2 separate regions of the Ovis aries genome follow, and region 1 is linked to region 2. A link is a contact called in public Hi-C data. All regions are on one chromosome and are shown on one strand. Each heading gives the region's core, a stretch centred on a gene start, on an enhancer-like site or on the middle of the called end of the contact. The rest is flanking DNA. Distances are from core to core; before and after follow the strand shown. Region 1 overlaps FBLN1 (fibulin 1). Region 2 has its middle 27 kb from the start of RIBC2.

Region 1 (4,978 bases), core at 788-3,287, 94 kb after region 2:
AGAATTAGCAGTAAACAAAAATGAGAAGGGACTTCTGGGCCAGAGGTTGGCAAACTTTTTTTTTCCCCTAAAAGCCACACAGTAAATATTTTAGGCTTTGCCAGCCACGTCTCTCGATTGTGCCTCCTTAACTCTGCTGTTATAGTGAATAGGCAGCCGTGGACTATGGTAAAGGAATGAGCGTGGCTGTGTGCCAATAAAACTTTATTTGCAAACACAAGTGGTGGGCCGGAAGTTTGCTGATCCCTGTTCTAGGCAAAGAGAACAGAAGAGCAGAAGCCCCAGGGTTGGTGTGGCTTGAAGCCAGCAGTGGCGGGGGTGGGAAGATGCCAGATCCCCCAGCCTTGAGGGGGTGGAGTGGGAGCCTCTCTCCCTTGGGGGAACCTCGAGCAGGTCCCTGGCCCTACACGTGGTAGCCTCTGCCTCTGTGTGTGTGTTAACTCGAGGGAGGTCATGACCCACTCAACCAGGGACCAGGGACTCAGCTCTGAGCGGTGGCCTCGGGACTCTGTCTCCTTCAGATGTGAATGAGTGTAACAGCAGCCCCTGCAGCCAGGAGTGTGCCAACGTCTACGGCTCCTACCAGTGTTACTGCCGGCGAGGCTACCAGCTCAGCGACGTGGACGGGGTCACCTGCGAAGGTGAGCGGGAGAGGCCGCCCCTCTCCTGTCGCCCACTCCCCGCTCCTCCTGGCTGGCGAGTGGCCCGGGTTTCTTCCCTCTGAGATGTGTTTGGATGGACTTTGCCCATTGTTGAAAGTGAGATTTGTAAAGGAGGAAACCCACTCCCAGATTTTCTTCAGTGACATAAAATGGAACGGTGGTGGTGGCTATGGGTGCCGCCCGGACCTCAAGCAGGGCGGGGGTGCGGGAGGCGGGCTGAGGAGTCACACCCTGGCTCGACCCTCTGCCTCTGGCCTTTCAGAAGCCCCTCATGGGGCCTGGGCCGCCCTCCTGTGTAACATCTGGGTTCATCCTGCACTTAACCGGTGGTCGGAGGATAAAACCAAATGATGATTCAAGAGTACTTCGTACATGCCTAGCACAATGTTGGTGCTCAGAAGGCAACTGTTTGTAAGGTTATTCCTATTTTTATTATATAAAGTGTGTCTGTTGTTAGCAGATTTATAATCATCGGCATCAGGATGGAGTCAGCAGGGTACCTCTATGTGTGCCATTCTGAAGCCCTTGGCCCTTTGTTCCCCAGTCTCCCTCTCTCCGCCCCGCAAACTTCACACCAAGAACTTGCTGTGTGGCCCCAGGCTAGGCCTTTTCCCTCCCTGGGACTCAGCACGCCCTTCTGGCCCGATGGCCTCAGAGGCCGCCCCGGCCCTGGGACTTTGAGAACCCCCTGTGTCCCGCTCATCCTCGGGGCTGACTTCCAGGTCACAGCTCAGCTCCCTGGGGGATGTAGCCCAGCCGAGGGGGCCCACGCAGATGCTGAGGGTGGGTTTTGCCGTCACAGACATCGATGAGTGCGCCTTGCCCACGGGGGGCCACATCTGCTCCTACCGCTGCCTCAACATCCCCGGGAGCTTCCAGTGCAGCTGCCCCTCGACCGGCTACCGGCTGGCCCCCAACGGCCGCAACTGCCAAGGTGAGCAGGGCGGGATCCCGGGGCCGTCTCGGGGCTCTGCGGGGTTGGGGGGACTGAGGCCCCGCAGCTGCAGCACAGATGGGGTGCGTTCGGGGGGGACGACTGTATCCTGGGTGTGTCCTCGCCCCACGGGCACCCTGGTCTCCCATGCTCGGGCACGCTTATCCACCGGGGGTCCTGAGTCCTCCTGTTCTGCCCCGGGCAGCCCCTGGGGGGCCAGAAGTGGGGCTGACAGCCTTTAAAAGGAAGACGCCCAGCGTCAAGGAAGCAGACCGTCAGTACCCCAAAGACTCTACAGCTTGGCACTGCTGTTAGTCTCTCGTTCAGTCACTCGACATACCCAGGCCCTGCCAGGTGTTGAGGGCGACGCAGTGAGCCGGTGGTGCAGGCCTCTGTCCCAGGGTGCTGGGCTCCACTTGTCAGGGGGATGGACTGGTCAGGGTGTGTCCCCACCCTGAGGTCTCTGTATAGAAGGCCTTTATGGCTGAGGTTCCCCTGGGGCCCAGGGATCGGCTAAATGAAGGGTGGGTGGCCTGCATCCTATCCTCGGCTCCCAGATCTAAGAACACTCCAGGGGGCATTGTGTCACTGTCTCTTGGGTTACTGAGAGGGGAGCTAAGGAGATATTTGTGAATGAGCAACCCCAGACGGGCGTGCTGGCCTTACCCTCGGCAATGGCTGCAGCAGCCGAATCAGAGGCTGGGACTCTCCAGGCCCTGCAGCGAGCCTCCTATGGGGCCCAGGAGCTCTGGGGGCCGGGGTTCTTCAGATGGGCTTTCTGGTCATGAAGGGGATTTGCAGACTGTGATCAAAGGCGTCAGGAGCTGCGGCGTTTCCTGGGAGGGACTGCTCAGCTGTCCAGAGCTCCGGATGGAAGTCGCTGTTTTCACATTTCTGAAGGAGCAGATGACCTGGCCAGATGCCCTCACCGCAGCCTGGGGTCCTGCCAGACACAGCGAAAACACATTCCTGAGCCTCTCTTGGGCTTTGAGACTGGGGACTGCTGTTTTTGCTACCAACGGTCAGGATTTGGCACCTCTTCACAGAGGCCTCAGGGCTTCCCAGGTGGCACTAGTGGCAGAGAACCCGTCTGCCAGTGGAAGAGACAAAAGAGACGTGGGTTTGATCCCTGGGGTCGGAAGAGCCCCTGGAGGAGAGCATGGCAACCCACTCCAGTATTCTTGCCTGGACAATCCCCATGGACAGAGGAGCTTGGTGGGCTACAGTCCACGGGGTCACAAAGAGTCAGACCCGGCTGAAGCAACTCAGCATGCACACCTGCACCCGATGCCTCTGGCGTGGTGATGTCCCCTCGCCATTCGGCTGCTCCGGACCGTTGTGGGGCGGGGACGACTCCCCATGTCCAGGTGACCTCCTGATGTGCCCCAGGCCTGGTTCTGGTCCAACCCAGTCACTGACTTTAGAAACTGGGCACAACGTAGACTCCCTTTCCACCTCAGTTTCCTCATGCGTAACGTGGGGCTAGTGGCTTCTGCCCATTCCCTCCTCAGATGGTAGAAGTGGCATGCAAGGTAAGACTGATGCACCTTGAGAGCCTTGGAGAGGTGCTGGCTGCCTGGGTTCAAAGCTCAGCTCCCCCACTTATAAAATGTGTGGCCTTAAACCAGTCGCTTAAGCCCATGAGCTCCTCCAAATGAGGATAATAACCAGTACTTGCTTCATTTAATTATAGTGAGAAGTGTTTCCTGCAAAACACTTCAAGGGCCATCATTTAGAGGGTGCTGTTGTTGTTATGCTCACTCCAGGGATCATGAATAGTAGGTAAATTAAATATAAATCTCCTATGAACAAAAGAGCTGGCACAGGGCTGTGCTCCGGAGAGCAGCCAACAGAGGGCAAGGATGGCCCGATCCCCCAAACTCTGGGCGCCCCCATCTGGGCCGGGGATGGCTTGGGGGCCTCGGCCTTCACCGTGCTGCCTTGGGGTCTCCTGCAGACATTGATGAGTGTGTGACCGGCATCCACAACTGCTCCATCAACGAGACCTGCTTCAACATCCAGGGCGGCTTCCGCTGCCTGGCCTTCGAGTGTCCCGAGAACTACCGTCGCTCCACAGACACGTAAGTCCCTCGGGCCCCGTGGTCGTCTGTCTGTGTCGGCCTTCCTGGGGGCTGGGCTCCCGGCCTGCACGAGGCAGGAGTGGGTGTTCATGAGCTGTATCCTCCCACGTGGGTCTTGGGAAACTCAAGGATCCCTGGTTCTCAGGCGCCTAAATGCCAGCGAGACTGGTTGCAGAAAGCGAAGGAAATTGGCCTCAAACGGGCTAAAGGTCGGCGGGCCTCCTCGCTGACCTGCCTGCACGTGGAGCCAGGCAGAAACCTGGCCTCTCCTCCCTGGGGTGGAGCCTTGGGCAAGGGACAGCTCTGTGGACCTCAGTGTCCACCTCTGTGGGATGCAGGAGGCAGAGCGTGCTGACTCCTATGGAGGTAGCAATGACTCCGGGTGGGCTGCACCTGAAGACCAGGTTCTGTTCCGCCCAGCGATGGTGTGGGAACAGCTCGGAAGGTTCTGGGTTCTCAGCCTAAAGCTGTGTGTCCGCGTGTCACTGTCAGCTCATTGACTCTCAGGCTGCCGGGTGTTTGCTGGGGCGTCCAGAAACCCCATTCCTCAGGAAGCAGTGAGGACCCTCTGGCCTTGCCACACACGACCCCAACCCTTGTTCTGTTGGTGGGGGTCTCCTTTCTTGCCCCAGAGATCGTTTCAGGGAAAGCTCCTCAGTGGGAGCATGGATGCTGGGTCCCTTCCCTCCTGCCCTGGGCAATGCCAGCACCCAGCCAGGCTGCCTGGGAGACTCGGCCTCTTGACCTTGACCCTGCTTCTCCTGCCAGGGGGTAAGAGCCATCTGGGGCAAAGGTCCCAGGCCCCGGCGTGTACTTGTTCTGGCCAAAAGCTAGAGCAGGAGATGCTCAGACGGCCCCAGTGTTCTTCACAGCATCGGGCATGTTCATCCTCTGGCCTCGCCCCCACCCGATCCTCTCCCCACCCTCTCTGTTTCCACAGCAGGCGTTCTTGTGGGTAGGGAAAAGCCACCCCAGGGCTGGGTTTGCCAGCACTCAGCATTCCAAGAGCCGGGGGCTTATACAACAGCTTACAGGCAGTACGAGTGCTCCTGAACTGGGAAGAATGATTGTGTCCTTGATTTGAGGCTGAGCTGCTTCTGTCTGTCTGTCCGTGCTCCGTCACTCCCTCCCAGGCCCTTGTCTGTGTCTGGGTTCGAGGATTCTGGAAGATGGGCTGGTTGCTGTTGACCTCAGGCTCGGGTGCGGTCATGAAGGCAAACGGGGAGGAGGAGGCTGCCCTGTGCGGGGTCTTCATGCCTCCGATGCTGGGGGTGGGCAGGCTGGCATCGTGTGCCAAGACT
Region 2 (5,033 bases), core at 1,661-4,160:
CGGACTCAATGGACGTGAGTCTGAGTGAACTCCGGGAGTTGGTGATGGACAGAGAGGCTTGGCGTGCTGCGATTCATGGGGTCGCAGAGTCGGACACGACTGAGTGACTGAACTGAACTGAACTAAACTGAAAACCGCAGCTTTCAGACACTGGACAACAGACTGCACAAGACTGAGATCCCCAAGGGAAGGGAACAAAGTGAGCTGTACAGTCACTGAGGACTTCCTCCTGGAGGCGTGGCTGTACCTCCACAGGGGGAGGGGACACCCCCCCAACCCCACCAAGCAGAGCGCACTCACTGAGCTAAGCTGAGGCAGAGCTCAGAGTCAGGGAAGCTGAGTTTGTGGAGCAGAGTTACAGCGTGACCCAGCAGCCCCACTCCTAGGCATACGCCCAGTAGAAGTAAAAACATGCCCATCAAACCCCTGCACTTCCCCGGCAGGCCAGTGGCTAACACTCGATGCTCCTCGAGCAGGGGATGTGGGTTTGATCCCAGGTCAGGGAACTAGGCTCCCACATGCTGCAAGTCGTGGCCAAAAACTATTCAACAGAACAAAAATAAAAACGAAAACTTGTACTTGAATATTCAGAGCAGCTTTATTCACAGTAGCCAAAAAGTGAAAAAAAAAAAAAAACCCAAATGTCCATCGACGAGGGATGTGTGAACAAAATGTGTCTGTGTGTGCACACAGCAGAATATCATTTGGCCAGAAAGAGGAATGAAGCCTGATAGACGCCACAGGGCAGGTCCACAGCGAAGACAGTAGGCTGAGAGCACCTAGACACAGAACGCCACACTTTATCACTCGGTCGACATGAAATGGTCAGAGTAGGCAAATCCACAGAGACAGAAAGTAGGCGAGCATTCTTCCAGGAACTAAAGGGTTTTGGAGTGATGAAAATGTTCTGAAATTAGATAGTTGTGAAGGTTGCCCGGCTCTGTGAATATATTGAAAACCATTGAATTTGTATCCTTTAAAAGGGTGAATATTATGGCATGAAAATTGTATCCCAATGTTTCAGAAGCTCATGAGTTACCATCACGTATGCACTAGAACAGCTAAAATTATTTTCAAAATTATACCAAGTGACTGTCAAGAGGCAGAGCAGCTGGAACTGTAATTCGTTATTGGTGGAAAAGAGGCAGTTTTCACATAGTTAAGTGTACGTTTAACAATACCTTTAACCATACATTTAATATTTAACAAAGTAACCATACATTTACCCTATGACCAACTATTGCAAGAGAAATGAAAGCGTGTCCACACAAAGACTTGTATAGTAGGGTTCATAGCATCGTTATTCGTAATAGCGAAAAACTGCAGTCAGTAAAACTGTCATCACCAGGCGATCGGATAAACAAACGTTACACCTGTACCACTCTCTGAGTAAAAGAAACAAATCGCTGATATACCAAAGTGAATAAATCAGAAACCATAATCAGAAACACCATGCCAGACCCCCCGAAAGTACAGAAATACAACATCTATGTGTGAAACTCTAGAATGAACACAAGTATATGTTTACCGAGGTCAGGGGACAGAGGTTGACTGAAAAGGGTGTGGGGAAATTTTTTGGAAAGATGGAATGTACAGGAGGAAACACGATGACCTGCCCCCCCACCCCAAGCCGCATCAGAACAGCCAGAGGAGGGGCCTTAACACCTGCCGCCAGGCAGCGGGGAAATGAGGTTGCTGGCTGCCCACGCCAATGTCCACCAGCAGGGGGCGTTTCTGCACGGCCTGCACCAGCTCCTTCCCTGTGTGTCTCTGGTCTCTCCAGGCACATAGACAGGGATGCCGCGGAGGCTGTGGGCGTAATGGGCTGTGACATCTGCTCTGCAGTGTTGGCACAGTGAGGCAACGACAGGTCCCCTTGCTTCTTGCCTGGGCACGTGGGCGGGTGGTGGTCTGCAGGGTGGAGTGGGATATGAAGCAGGTGCCTTTTAGGTACACTTTCCGAACAAGGCACCTTCTTGATCATGTCCAGTGTGTCCACATGATGTTAATACATGGATGAAAAGAATTTGGAAGAAGTCTGGTGGGAGCAAGACTGAGCTCTGAGGAGGAAGTAGTTTCAGGGTGGGGCTTATCCCGCTTATCCCCACCTCCCGGGGCCCAGGGATCAGCTCCAGGTTCATACTGCCCCATCCTGGAAACTGGTTACCCCCCTGCCCAGAGCCGGCAAAGCTGGTTTCACTCGTCCTGTGGCTGGGATGTCTGCCTTCCTGGTTTCTTCTGCCAAACGGAGGATGAGACCAGCACCTCCGGGGCCAGCCCTCGTGCTAACTGTGGCCCCAGCGTGCGGACGTGCATAGAGAGGTGGGAGAATGGGAGGCCTGTGGTTTAGTGGGTCTTGTCTTTTTCACCAGAAGTTCTACAGAGCTTTCCGAACCCTCTTGTTCTAACAGGGCTCGAAGAGACTTCAACCCTATTGTCCACAATTGCTGGGAGCGGAACATTCCAGAGCCCGCTGGAGACAGAAGCAGCTGGAGCCATGCCCGCCACAGCAAGCTGGCCGAGAACTCATCACCCCGTAAGTTTCCCACTGAGGCTCTTGGGCTCAACAAATATGCCTTTGTTGACCCAATGTCCAGTGGGAATTCAAGGGGATTGGGGGTAGGCTTGACGGCCTTCCAGGCCTCCCTGGGATGGAAGCAGGGTCCAGCCAGGCCCAATGAAGTCTTGTACTCAAGGTCACACTGTCCTCGGCTCGCTCACATGGAAAGTGACCCAGAAGGGCCTTTCGGCTCCAGATCCACCACCAACGGCCCCAGTTTCCTCATTTCCAACTCAAATTCATGCCCAGGGAGTCTGACTAAACCAGGTCATCCTTCCAAATGGCAGTCCAGAGGTCACAGCCCCAACCCTGGTCCCTTTCGATGTAGCCAGGGGGATATGGCCCAGGGTTAACCATTGGTCCAAAGAGAGGTGGACTTGCAGCAGCAACTAACACATCCAGCAAAATAGCATCTGTAGGTGCTGTGCTTGTTGAGGCCAGAGCAATACTGACAAGGCATATTCAGTGATTAAAACTTTCACGAATCTGTAGTGTATTATTGCTAGTTTATAGTTCCTCTGGTGGCTCAGCAGTAAAGAATCCACCTCCCAATACAGGACACACCGGTTCGATCCCTGGAGAAGGGCATGGCAACCCACTCCTGTATTCTTGCCTGCAGGATCCCATGGACAGAGGAGCCTGGCGGGCTACAGTCCATTGGGTTGCAAAAGAGTCAGACATAACTCAGTGACTAACCAATACTGCTAGTTGTATTTCCCAGTTGCAGAACTGAGACTTAGGGAATAGGAGTGCTTTTCTCAAGGTCTGGAGCCAGGCGTTGACCCCCAAGTCCCACAGGCAGACCCCCAACAGAGTGCCCAGAAGGCTGGTTAGCAGAACCTCAGAGAGTGGACGTGGGGGACAGATCTCCAATATAGCTCTCTAGCCCCACCTCTGCCCTGAGCCCCAGGTTCGGCTTCAAACACTGTCTTGATAGCTCCGCTTGGATGGCCAACAGATGGTCAGAAAGCCTGTGTCCAGAAACCCTGTGTCCAGACAGCTCTATCCCAGACCTGTTCCTCTGAACTCTTTTCCAACTCCGTCAATGGCAGACCCATCCTTCCAGCTGCTCAGGCCAAATCGTGTGGCTTCATCTTTGGATTCTCTCTCTCTCTCCCCTACATCCAATTCCATCAGCAAATCCTATTGGCTGGACTTCAACATATATAAAAAATCTGACCCCTTCTTACCATCTTCTTGGCTAAGCCCTTATCTCCTGCCCAGATAACTGCATTAGCCTCCTCGCTGATATACCCCTGCTTTTCCCCTTGTCCTTGCCCCATGCATTTTCAGCACCGCAGCCCCAGAAACCAAGTGCAAGTCAGACTGTCCTTTTCCTTCAAACCCTCCAATGGTTTCCAACTCAAGTAGAGTGGAGCTGCTTGTCTTCCGAGGCCCGTCTGAACTCATGGCCTGTTGTCTGTCTCTCTGATCTCCTCTATCTTCTGACACCTCACCACCCCGCTACTCATTCCACTCCAACCCTGCTCACTTCCCTGCTGTTCACTGGGCATGCCAAACACACTCCTGCCTCAGGGCCTTTGCACCAGCTGTTCTCTCAGCTTAAGACATCCTTTCTCTGAATATCACTGTGGCCAACTCTGTCAACTCCTTAGGGACTCACCTCGAAAGCTACCTTCTTTTGAGACAAGGCCCTTTCTGCTCCCTAAATAAAATGGGAACACCCTTCCGCCATGGTTCCTGCTCCTCCCTCCTCTCCTGCTTTATTTTTTCCCACAGCACATATCGCCTGATGCATATATTTATCCCCTGCCACTAGAATGTATGTTCCTTAAGGTCAGGGACTTGGCTTTCTTTTCCTCTGTTCCTGGAGCCCTAAACAGTATGTGACAGGTATTTGTTGCATGAGATTGAGGGAGGAGGGGGCGTGAGTTTCACAAGCTGAGCTGGTCCACCCAGCGTTCAGACATACTCAGGGCACATCATGAGAGCAAGTGGGTGAACCCACCAAGGTCTTGTGTGTGTGATAACTGAAGAGCTGCTGGGGAAAAACTCACGATGGGGAAAATGCCAGTCCAGGCACACAGTTTCCAGATCACAGTGGCTTGGTTGACGACAGAGAGAGCTGTGGCTAGCTCCACAGGGCTCCCTTAGAGATCCAGGGGATGGCACTGGAAGTCCAAGGACCAGCATCTCTGGGAGCCACAGGGAGTAGCGGGCAGCCGGCCTCTGCAGTGGTCCCTGAGAGGTGCCCCTCGGGGTCAGAGAGCCTGACCAGCCAGGCCTGTGTGTGCGAACGTGACACCCACCTCCTGGGGGTGATGAGACCAAGAGGCCAGCACAGCACCGCCCGAGTCACAGCCACCCTTGTGCTCCTCTCCCAGCCCCCGCAAATGTATTAAGGCCGAAAGACCTCTTCCTGCCAGATTCAAAGGTGCTGGGATGTGACTTCTGCCTCAAGCCGCTCACATTCTGTAAGGGGGAGCACGGTTCATTCATCTGATGCGTGTTT

Evidence for each region. A called contact is a pair of places that touch in the nucleus more often than the background predicts.
Region 1: a contact with region 2 is called in a Hi-C map of tail adipose tissue, with 6 times the contacts expected there. The contact joins two enhancer-like sites. A contact is called at or near these places in 7 of 16 Hi-C or Micro-C datasets (hypothalamus, liver, mesenteric adipose tissue and 3 more).

The regions. Positions count from the first base shown.
Region 1 is chr3:221,837,329-221,842,306 of ARS-UI_Ramb_v3.0, forward strand. FBLN1 (fibulin 1) reads left to right here. Exons shown (of 17, transcript XM_027968208.2): 12 at 522-641; 13 at 1,465-1,596; 14 at 3,554-3,677. Among named protein-coding and RNA genes, the nearest start is that of TRNAG-CCC, 29 kb to the right of the region's middle. Within about 2 kb of position 2,038, at least 1 of the 54 cell types and tissues checked has an H3K27ac peak or open chromatin away from gene starts, as enhancers often do.
Region 2 is chr3:221,741,976-221,747,008 of ARS-UI_Ramb_v3.0, forward strand. No RefSeq gene overlaps it. Among named protein-coding and RNA genes, the nearest start is that of RIBC2, 27 kb to the left of the region's middle. Within about 2 kb of position 2,911, at least 5 of the 54 cell types and tissues checked have an H3K27ac peak or open chromatin away from gene starts, as enhancers often do.